Linked DNA regions of Drosophila melanogaster: all the other regions are linked to region 1. A link is a contact called in public Hi-C data. All regions are on one chromosome and are shown on one strand. The core of a region is the stretch at or near the end of the contact, and the rest is flanking DNA. Distances in the headings are between cores, read along the strand shown.

Evidence for each region. A called contact is a pair of places that touch in the nucleus more often than the background predicts.
Region 2: a Hi-C map of the Kc167 cell line shows a contact between it and region 1, with 5 times the contacts expected there. A contact is called at or near these places in 7 of 107 Hi-C or Micro-C datasets (the Clone 8 cell line, the D17-c3 cell line, the Kc167 cell line and 3 more) and 2 of 7 datasets of targeted methods (both in the Kc167 cell line).
Region 3: a contact with region 1 is called in a Hi-C map of the Kc167 cell line, with 2.8 times the contacts expected there. A contact is called at or near these places in 10 of 107 Hi-C or Micro-C datasets (the Clone 8 cell line, the D17-c3 cell line, the Kc167 cell line and 3 more) and 3 of 7 datasets of targeted methods (all in the Kc167 cell line).

Annotation. Positions count from the first base shown.
Region 1 is chr3R:15,407,852-15,411,395 of dm6, reverse strand. It overlaps Atx2 (Ataxin-2), which reads right to left and starts at 1,945. Exons shown (of 5, transcript NM_169658.3): 1 at 1,862-1,945.
Region 2 is chr3R:15,535,775-15,539,318 of dm6, reverse strand. It overlaps AOX1 (Aldehyde oxidase 1), which reads left to right and starts at 2,027. Exons shown (of 6, transcript NM_142218.2): 1 at 2,027-2,283; 2 at 2,763-3,544. The coding sequence starts at 2,244. AOX2 (Aldehyde oxidase 2) reads left to right here. Exons shown (of 6, transcript NM_169665.3): 5 at 1-281; 6 at 347-1,606. The coding sequence ends at 1,476.
Region 3 is chr3R:15,474,606-15,478,149 of dm6, reverse strand. AdamTS-A (ADAM metallopeptidase with thrombospondin type 1 motif A) reads left to right here and starts at 1,957. Exons shown (of 17, transcript NM_206496.2): 1 at 1,957-3,263. The coding sequence starts at 2,862.

The DNA of each region.
Region 1 (3,544 bases), core at 696-3,195:
TGGGACAGGGCGGCGTTTCGGCCGGGGGCTGAGGCGATGGCACTGGCACTGGCTGAACGAAACCAATTGGAGAAGGGTGGCGCTTGAGCAGTAGCTGATTCACGGAGCGTGCACTGTGCACATTTTGGTGAATGAAAACAAATAATTGATTGCGCCCAAGAGTGAATCATGCGTGAGGTGAGGTGAGGTGCAGGCAGGCAGGCAAGCGAGCTGGCGAGCAGTTGGGGAAACGAATCCGGGAAATAGGCTGCGACGGAGGCAAACTTAAAATGCAAGTGTGCATGGCCGAGTGGCGAATAAATATGCATAGACGTCAGGCGGAAAACAAGAGCGAGGTGGCATATCGTTCGTTCGGTCAGCAAATTGTAAAGTGACCCAAATTTCGGACCCACGTTGGAGGCTCTCGGGCCTGCTCAGGGGCTTTCGGGGGGTTGCTGCGGGCGTTTAGAAGGGGTTCGAAGTGTGCCAAAGAACGATACGAAACTCAGCGCAGCCGCCGCACGTCACAGCAACTGAAAACGTATAACTAAAAACTGAATACGGCAAGCGGCAAACAGCAAACGCAAAGCTGCAAAATGCTGACAATGCAAGAAATTGCATTCGAAGAAGGCGAGCGACGAGAGTAAAAAAAAAAAATATAATGCACTACGTGATACGTGAGCGAGTGTGCCATGCATCACCGTGGGCACTACGGGCACGGGCCGCACAGTGGGCCTGATTCGCCCTGAGCGCCATCCCAGGCCCACTGTGCCCACAAGCTTGAGGTTGTGATGTGGTATTGTGTTGATGCCGTACACAATGAATAATGAACACGCATTTCAAACCGTTTGCGGCATAAATATGACTGGACGAGGAAGACTCGTATGATAAGGCCAAAGTGAGTGGCCACTACAGTGATACCTCTTCAGCAATCCAGTACAGGCTATGATTTGTATGATTTCAACGATAGTCTTCACATTTATTAACATTCGTTAGTAATCACCGAATGTTACTTTAAAAAATGTGAAAATATTTTAAAGTGCTTAGTCATAGTGATTCACAATACTGACACATTTCTACTCCATTACAATGCAATTTTGGGAACACTTGCTATTTGGTTCTTTCCATAACTGATTTATTTATTCTGTGATAAATCACAATCCTAATTACATTATACAAATAGGGTTGAGTTATTGAAGAGACCACTACTATCTTTACGCCTGCAAACTTGCATTATGAATGATTTTTTGACCATTTTTTTTGGTATTTATATGTATTTATATTTATATGATTTGTTTCTCAACTATTTCTTAAATACATATCTGCACAGTTTTTCACAGATAAATTGATAAAACTGGCGGACGTGCCGATACTTATGCGCCGCACTGTGTCCGAATGCGGATGTGAATGTTGTTGTGTGGCTGCGTTTGTGGCTGTGCCTGTGTGCGCTGCAGTCATATTTCAATTGAAAATTTTAAGGGCGCAGCAGCAGGAGGACAGGGGTGGGGAATGGGTGTTGGGGGCTATGGAGCACCCTCTCACGGGGGTGGCAATGCGACTCGTTGGTGCGACAAAACGGAAACCTTTAAACAAATTATGTTCTCTACACACATTTGGCCATTGTGAAAGGGAAATGTAAACAAAGCATAAAGTTCGATTCTTGAAACACAAACACACACACACATGCTTGCACTCACTCGCACACACAGACACACAGGGCTCGCGATGGCCTATTATATAAGCGCCATTTGCATTCCAAAAAACCAACAAAAAAAAAGCTTAAGAATGGTTTTCCATGAGATGATGCAGTAGTAGGTAGCATTCACGAGATTAAGAAAAAAAATAATAATGTGAAAAAAGACGACACGAGACGCGCTTTCACCTTTTAATTTTTTTTTAGTCAACCGGACCGGGAGAGAAAAGAGCTCTTTGTGGCGCTTTCGGTTGTCGCGGGTTTTCAATTTGTCAGGGCAACGGCGAACTGCAAACTGCGACGGCAAAAAGCAAAGGCAAAAAGCAAAAGGCAAAAACAAACCAGCCCCAAATGCAGTGGTGTGCGTTTGTGCCCCCCTTTGTTGTGTGGCATGGCACTCTGCTGACTCTGGTACCTCTGCGTGCTCGGCTCACCTGAAGCACCCTGCTCAAATGACGCCCCTGCGCTATCGCCCCTGGTTTTTGCCAGTGCAGCTGGGTGCTGGTGGTGCTGGTCAAAGCTGCTTCTTCTTACCTTGAGATGCCGCCGCTGGCACCGCCGCCAGTGGGTCGGGTTTTCCGCTTGCTATTGTTGTTCATAATAACGTCGATTGGATGTGGATCGCCAATTGCCAACTGCCAATTGCCAACCGCCGATGTGGTCGGTTTGTGTCCGATTGCCGGGAGGCCAGAAGGAGCAGTCCGAGTACCAATTGACCACCAGGACACTTTTCAGCAGTCGTTCAAACCTGGCGTTTTTGCTTCTTTTCTCTTCTGTTTCCTCTTTCGCCCGTTTCTGCTGTGCTTCTTACTACTGCTGCTGCTGCTCTCTTGCTTCGGCTGCTACTTTTTGCTTCGGCCGATTTTCCCCCGGATTTACCAACTTTCCGATCGGAGGATCCTGATGCGATGGTCGCGGATGGGCGGGCGAGGCGTGTTCTAGCCAAGATGTGATATTTCGGCGCCGTCTAGCACTGTAACTTGGCTGCTATAAACGCTTTTGTTGCTAATTTTATTTTTTCCCTGCGTACTGTAGCGATAACGAGCAAGGTTGCTTGACGAGTTGCTTTCCGCAGTCGATACTTTTTTGCACATCCCTAGCGCACATCGACGGCGTATTTGGCAAATCGGTGAAAAAAAATAGTGGAAATGCAACAACGGAACGGCACGACGAGCTGCAGCGACTGGGCGGCGGTAGTGGTAAACGGCGAATTTTGTTGCGTCGAAAGACTATTTTGCTAATTTATTAACTTCAATCTGAACGGGGGTGCGTATGTGCAGCCACAGTGTTCGGTATCGAATGGTTATCGCCTGCGCACTCGATTTGACAGCGCCAGACGGTGTTTGCCTATCGATTGCTCCCGGGCTATCGCCTGCTCAAAAACAGTGTTGCACACAGTCGTTTGGGCGCGCAATTTGAACTGCTTATGGTTTGTATTCAATCGCAGCGGTATTAAGCAAATATTTGCTCCAAATCTAGATCACAAATACAGGCGAATCTATTAATAGCCCGGAGCTATCGTCTGTGTCCCAGTAGGTGGAAAACATCCGCATGTTTACCGAATGTCAAGATAGGCGGCCACAGACGACGACCTTGTATGTCAAGAAATTCCTTTTTCCGAGAAAGCTGCCGCCGCTTAATCATTTCAAAGTCAACCGCAAATCCACTCTTCGCCGACCTATGTCGTTTGTATCTCCTCTCCATCATGAGATATAATACTAATTACGATGCTATCTGGTTTACAGCCCAACAGGGTCGCCATACACATAAGCCGTAAATCTGTCCGGTCCACACGCCAGGCGGACCGTCTTTGTAACGCCTGATAGAATCGTTAGCACCTAGTGAAATTCCCAGCCTGAGATTTAATAACTC
Region 2 (3,544 bases), core at 778-3,277, 130 kb before region 1:
CCAGACCATAGAGTCCATGATGGAGACCATTGGCAAACGATGGGCCTGCAGATCGGACTACGAGTTCCGAGCCAGAGCCAATGGATCCATTATCATGTTGAGTAATAACTACTATGAGGATTCCGGATGTAATCTAAATGAGAACGTCGTTGACTTCCTGACTCTGCCAATTCTGAGGAATGTTTACAATCTGACTGACGCGAACTATAGGACCCAAGGCAGTGCCATCAGAACGGATGCACCCAGCTCCACTTGGTGTCGAGCTCCTGGTTCCGCAGAGGGTAAGTCAAAAACCATTTAAAAAGGTTTACAGTATTTACATATACAATATCGTTCACATTCACAGGAATCGCCATGACGGAGACCGCTTTGGAGCACATAGCCTTCACCTGCCAGCTAGATCCTGCCGACGTTCGTTTGGTAAATCTTCAGCCCGGAAATAAAATGGTGCAGCTGCTGCCAAAGTTCCTGGCCTCCACAGAGTACCACAAGCGGCGGGACCAGATTAACTTATTCAACTCCCAGAACCGATGGCGCAAACGAGGTCTGGGATTGGCCCTAATGAGTTTCCCGCTGAACACGACCGTGGCCTTCAACTATCCGGTCACAGTGGCCATCTATCATGAGGACGGGTCGGTGGTGATCTCTCACGGAGGCATTGAGATTGGCCAAGGAGTGAACACCAAGGCGGCCCAGGTGGCAGCATTCGTGCTGGGTGTTCCGTTGGACCAGGTGAGAGTCGAGGCCAGCAATACTGTAAACGGAGCCAACTCCATGCTGACGGCCAACTCGATGACCAGCGAGATGATCGGATTGGCAGTGAGAAAAGCCTGCGACACTCTAAACAAGCGACTGGCTCCGGTGAAGGAAAGACTCGGACCTCGGGCCTCCTGGGTGCAGGTGCTCCAAGCGGCCTTTTTGCAGTCCGTGTTTCTCATCGCCACGGAATCTTACCGGTTGGGGGATATCCCCAACTACAACATCTTCGGGTTGAGTCTCACCGAACTGGAACTGGACATTCTGACGGGCAACCATCTGATCCGCCGGGTTGACATCCTAGAGGATGCCGGGGAAAGCCTGAGTCCACATATAGATGTGGGTCAAGTGGAGGGCGCTTTTGTCATGGGTTTGGGATACTATCTCACCGAGCAGCTGGTTTACGATCGTCAGACAGGTCAGATTCTGACAAACCGCACCTGGAACTACCACCCACCAGGCGCCAAGGATATCCCGATAGACTTTCGCATCGAGTTGCTCCAGAAGAGTCCCAACCCCGTGGGCTTTATGCGATCCAAGGCCACGGGTGAGCCTGCTCTGTGTCTGGCTGTCGGAGCTCTGTTCGCCATGCAACACGCCATCCAGTCGGCCAGGAACGATGCGGGTCTTCCGAGGGAGTGGGTTCGCTTGGGGGCACCAACGACGCCGGAAACGGTCGTCCTTAACTCCGGAAGCCAGGTGGAAGCATTCGCCTTGTAATGAAATGAAGTTCTGGCTTAGATTTGGGTATTTTTCGATATTTCATTTGGTGTACTGCTTCGATCTTTTGATTTCTTTATCTGTATTATGTAATTTATCTTACTAAATAAATATAGAATCGTGTGGAAATCGTTTGAAGTTTTGAAGAATCGTTCTCCTGTTATATAATTCCTAATAGAATTGTATACATATGTACATATATGTTTTGAAGAAATCTTTCGCTCATAAGGCACCACTCTGTTTATAGGACTAGTTCCCCTTATTCCGAACATAATCTCGCCGTTTTGTTTAGAAATATGAGCAAAACAAAAACGTCGAAACAAGCCGTTTACTGATAAAGCTTTCAGTTCCAAAACCGAGGGAGAGTATTTGAAACCGGCAGACGATAACGTTTCAGAGTGCTACGATGATCTAATGCTGAATTGTGAGCGCAGTATATGGAACATGGTAGTTAAGAGCGGGGAGCAGGTGAACTTGAACTTGGAGAGGCGGGAGTCTCTTTCGAGGGCCGGAGAACCACTATATATATGGGGCTACGGAAGGCCCATACCCTCAGTCGCTCGCAGTTCGGCGTGGAATCAAACGAGGCTGACAAGTGGACTCATTGCCACATATTGTGAAATAACATAGTTTCCAGAACCCACTATAACCATCCAAATAATTCTGAACACCCGCGTCAATTGAAGGCGAGAAAGGCTGCAATTAATTTCACAACGATTCCCGGACGGCTTTTAAGTGATTCAAGGGACTTATATAATTCACAGATAATGGCTGGAAGAATTACAATCAACGGCACCAGCCACGAAGGTGTGTATGCATGTGTGGGCAGTTAATTGCCTATGGATTGATGGGGGCTGGCATCTACAAGATTGCCGAGACAACGAACTGGAACACCAGGGTCGAGAAATTCGACTACTAAATACCTGCTAGTTAGATGAGAGTTGCGACGACCTTGTGAAAAGCTTGGTGAATTACTTCTGAGTAAAACATGGCTAGACTCGTTTCCAAAACAGTTGTAACAATATTTTATAGGGTTCCATTTCATTTTGCTAATTTATTTTCATTAGCCCATCAGAGCACTTCTACAAACTGAGAGGTACTGAATATCAATTACAAGCATTTTCTTCTAAAATATTTAAATAATAGCTCAGCAGCAATCGTTAGCTCATAAGAAGCAGATATCGCAAACAATTGTTCTTTGACATGTTGTGAGGAATTAGGCTACTCGATAAGATAACACCCGGATTGTGTAGACACTTATGCCTCCGTTTGCTTGTGCCCCCTAGTCAACCTGTCTGCCCTGCCGGCGGATATCTCGCTGAACACTTTCATCCGAGAGTATGCCGGATTAACGGGCACGAAGTTCATGTGCCAGGAGGGCGGATGCGGCGTCTGCGTCTGCACCCTGACTGGGATTCATCCGGAGACCGGAGAGCTGCGCACCTGGGCGGTCAACTCGTGCCTCACGCTGCTGAATACGTGCTTGGGCCTGGAGGTGACCACTTCGGAGGGATTGGGCAACAAGCGGGTCGGCTACCATGCCATCCAGCAGCGACTGGCCAAGATGAACGGCACCCAGTGCGGCTACTGCTCGCCGGGAATCGTGATGAACATGTACGGCCTGCTGAAGTCCAAGGGCGGCAAGGTCACAATGGAGGAGGTGGAGAACTCCTTTGGAGGCAACATCTGTCGCTGCACTGGCTATCGTCCCATTCTTGACGCCATGAAATCCTTTGCCGTGGACAGCAACATCCAGGTACCAGCTGAGTGCATTGACATTGAAGACCTGAGCACCAAAAAGTGTCCCAAGACCGGCCAAACCTGCTCCGGCAGCTGCAAGAAGCAGCAGCCCAAGGGCAGCCAACTGTATCCGGATGGCAGCCGCTGGAGTTGGCCAGTGAGTCTGGGTGACCTCTTTGCCGCTCTGCAGGGAGCAGTCAAAGAGAAGCTGCCCTACATGCTGGTGGCTGGAAATACGGCCCACGGCGTCTACAGACGTAGTCCGGACATAAAGGCATTCATCGATGTTTCCGGCTTGGCGGAGCTCAAGGGTCATAAGCTGAGCGCA
Region 3 (3,544 bases), core at 708-3,207, 67 kb before region 1:
TAATTATTAGGATGATACAATGCGATCGGAGCAGATAGCATAGATACAAAAATGGATAGACAGATAGATACATTGTGGTCAGCGGTCTCCAGTGGCTCGATCATTAGCATCTGAAAACCAGCGGCGCCTCTTTGAGCAATATTTCCTAATTTAGAACGTATGCTTTCCTACAGATCAGTATGCGATTTGCTAGACTGAGCAATTTATTAGTGACTTGGGGAGAGACTCCAGCTAGGAGTCGTTTATTTTGTTTAGTGGCTGTGTAAACATTGCTTACAGGGCATGATGATTAGTTCGGTGTAATACAAACAGCCTTCTTGGGGAACTCACTTGCCCCCTCCAGACTTTTAGGGCTATTTTGTAAGATGTTCTGTTATGGCTGCTGTTTTATGTTGGCATCATTTGGATGCCGGCTGTTTGTTGTTGATTACAAAACAAGCGTTTTGTTGCCGATTGCATGGTTGCATGGAGAACGCTCTTCCTGGAATCTTTTGAGATGTTTTTCATTAGTCCACCATTCTCGCAACATCCGTAGTATATGAATATGCATCATCGTATTTTGGAATATTTTTAAATTTTCGCCGACCTCCACGGCGGCGAAATGGATTTTTAATTTCCAACTATACTTTAATTTGGCAAACGAGCTCTGGTCTTTTAATTGATTAATTCTTATTGCTGCGTTTGATTAAAGAAAATATTTAGTATACAATAGGGTCAATTGCTACATATGGTAATTTGGCACAGAAGACATTTATGTGGAAGAGTTCTCGGCGTTCAAATAATGGAGCGAATGGCTACTATTTTTATTCACTGACGCGATCAGTAGATTGATCTTGACCCACATTGGATGGGCTGGGATCCGGCAGATGTCGCACACTCTATGCCCAAATGAGACAATATAAAGTATAAAGTATAAAGTATTGTTTATAATGATACCAATTTGAGACAAATCAGTTACACTTGCCTATCTAAACTATTACGATATGTTTGTTCAGCTTGTGTAGATTATTTAGATATATCTTTATATTTGTCGCATTTCTGAGTAAAGGCTGTCGTGTCAGTTTATTTACGTCAAAAAAAGAATTTTTTTTGATACTGATGAGCTAGTCATCATTGTACCATTCTCTGTGATCATCAACTTCCTTTTTTTCTTCCGAAATGACTTCTTCCGGAAGTGCACCACTGGTAATGCCCAGGGTCTTATCCTCTATTTCAAAAGAATTCGTATTCAAAGTTTTTAGTACTGCTCGGTGCGATTAGTAATGCATAGGCTAGTAAAATAAGTCATAAGTAAAAAGAGTTTTATTATTTACTCAAGTACATACTTACTCAAATTGGTTGGTATCACACAAGTGTGAACATGTTTACAAATTTTGATTACTTTTAAAAACTATTACTGAATAAAGCATGCAGCATAAGCCTATTTTTTTTTTTTTTAATATTTATATTATTTCATCCGAAAAGGCAGATACTCTAGATGCAAAGATTGTTACTATGCTAACACACCTTATCTTATCCGATGATAATTATGTCCACACACTTAATCCTCACATGTGCAAAAATATTGAGTAAGCAGAGGCGCACTTAAGAGAGCGTTCGAGTGCTCTTTTAAGCCGCGCTCGGCTCTCTTTTCGCCACAGCGCTCTCTGCGCAGAGAAGCCGGCTGTTCTGCGTACTGATATGATTCTGACGTATTTCTAATCTCTCTAAAACACTCCTTCGGAATCGAAATCCTAAGCCCATTCAGCAAACCCATATCCCTATACTCGTGCCTACATACGAGTATGTACATACATATGTACATATGTATGTATGTATGTTGTACAGCATATAGCTGCGAGAGAACCGCTTTTAGCTTTCGGAGCGATATATGTTCGCGATCTCAGATTGCTTGGCGGTACGGCGGAACGTCCGCTACCAACTGCTGTTCGGCGAGCAGTGTTCAGTCCGCAGCGGGAACTCAAGCGAGCCGAAACGAAACATCGCCAGATACAGATACAAATTCTCTGGTTCGCAGCATTGGTCTGGTCCATCGGCTCGTTCTCGTCCGTTTCATTTATTTGCGCGCGCGCGGTAGTATCAGACAATTGCTAAAGTTCCATTTGTAATATTAATCCAGTTGCGATTTCTAATTCGAATTTGAATACGTATTCATCCCAGTGCGCCAGTGTATTCCGTATCCTGACCAGCCATGTCGGCCAGATGGCGATAGCGATGCCGATGCCAAACGATCGGCGTGTTCTTGTGAACTCTGACATGGTGCTCAGTTGTGGGACAACCTTCGCCACCGAAAAGTTTGCAAAAATAGCCGCTGGCCGAAAGCGAAAAGAAAGCCAGCAACTCAGAATGCCAACGGTGGCCAAGTTAATGGTGCAGCTCGAAAGTGAATGCATTCGGCGCGATGTGTGAAGTTCAAGCTTAACATTGGCCAAAACCCAACCGCAACTGCGAATAAATTCTGTGATTCGGCAAAAAGATTCATCATGAGATCGTACAATGGCTCCAGTACTAAGTAGTTTATCTAGCTAATCGCAGCCATAAGTGTGAGTCGTTTTAATACCCACGAGCCGTAGTCTTTGCCTTTCTGTTCGTTCGTATTTTCGCATTTTTTGGCGGGTGCGGTGCCCACGGCAACGGAACGAGACTGTCGCATTTCAATTAACAAAATAAGCAAAAAGCCAAAGAGCCAAAGAGCCATAGAGCCAACATAAGTGTAAAGATACATATATCTACAAGATATACGTATAGCCGTATATACGCATACTGTGGATTTTGTTGCTCTTTCGCGCGCATTTTTGCACGTGCCATTTGGGATTTCGGATTTCTGAGATTGGAGATCGCTATCTTATCTGGTCATCGCCATGTCCATGCCGGATGCCGGTTCACTTAAATCGCCCGCCGGCGGCCAGGAGGTCGAGTGCCATCGCCTGCTGTCGGACCTGCCCGCCTTCGCGTATCCCAGCACCACACTGCGGTCCACAACTTCTGGTCACAGCACTGGCACGAATAGTACCACTGTCTGCGAATCTCCCGGTGCTCGGGATCGTACCTCCTTCGCGTGCTCCTCCTCTTGCGTATCATCCGCCTGCTCAGCCACCGCCTCCGATGACGACGAGGATGAGCGTGCCCTTGAGCGCTGTCTGCGTGGGACGACGGACGACCTTGGGGAGTCCGGCCTGCGGTATTCGCTGAAAGGACCACCGCCGGAGCTCTACTCGGCCAAGAAGGACTTCATCAGCAAGGGTCCGCTGCTGGGCAGACAGGTAGGTCCTAAATCCGAGCTCTACATAAGTATAAATATTTTTGGAGGCCTAGTCCGCCGCATCGAATTTCGTGGGCTGATCGAATTCGCAGACCGGGATTTTAACGATTTTTCATTTATTTGTGTTTGTATTCGTCTCTGTCTCTCTCTCTCTTTTTTTTCTACTTTATCGAAATCGGCTGGCCAAGCGAAAACCAAATTTAAGTTAATTTATTGCATTGATTCCACATCAATGTGTCGAGTTCTTTCCTTTCTTTTATAATTTCGGTTGATTTGCCGATA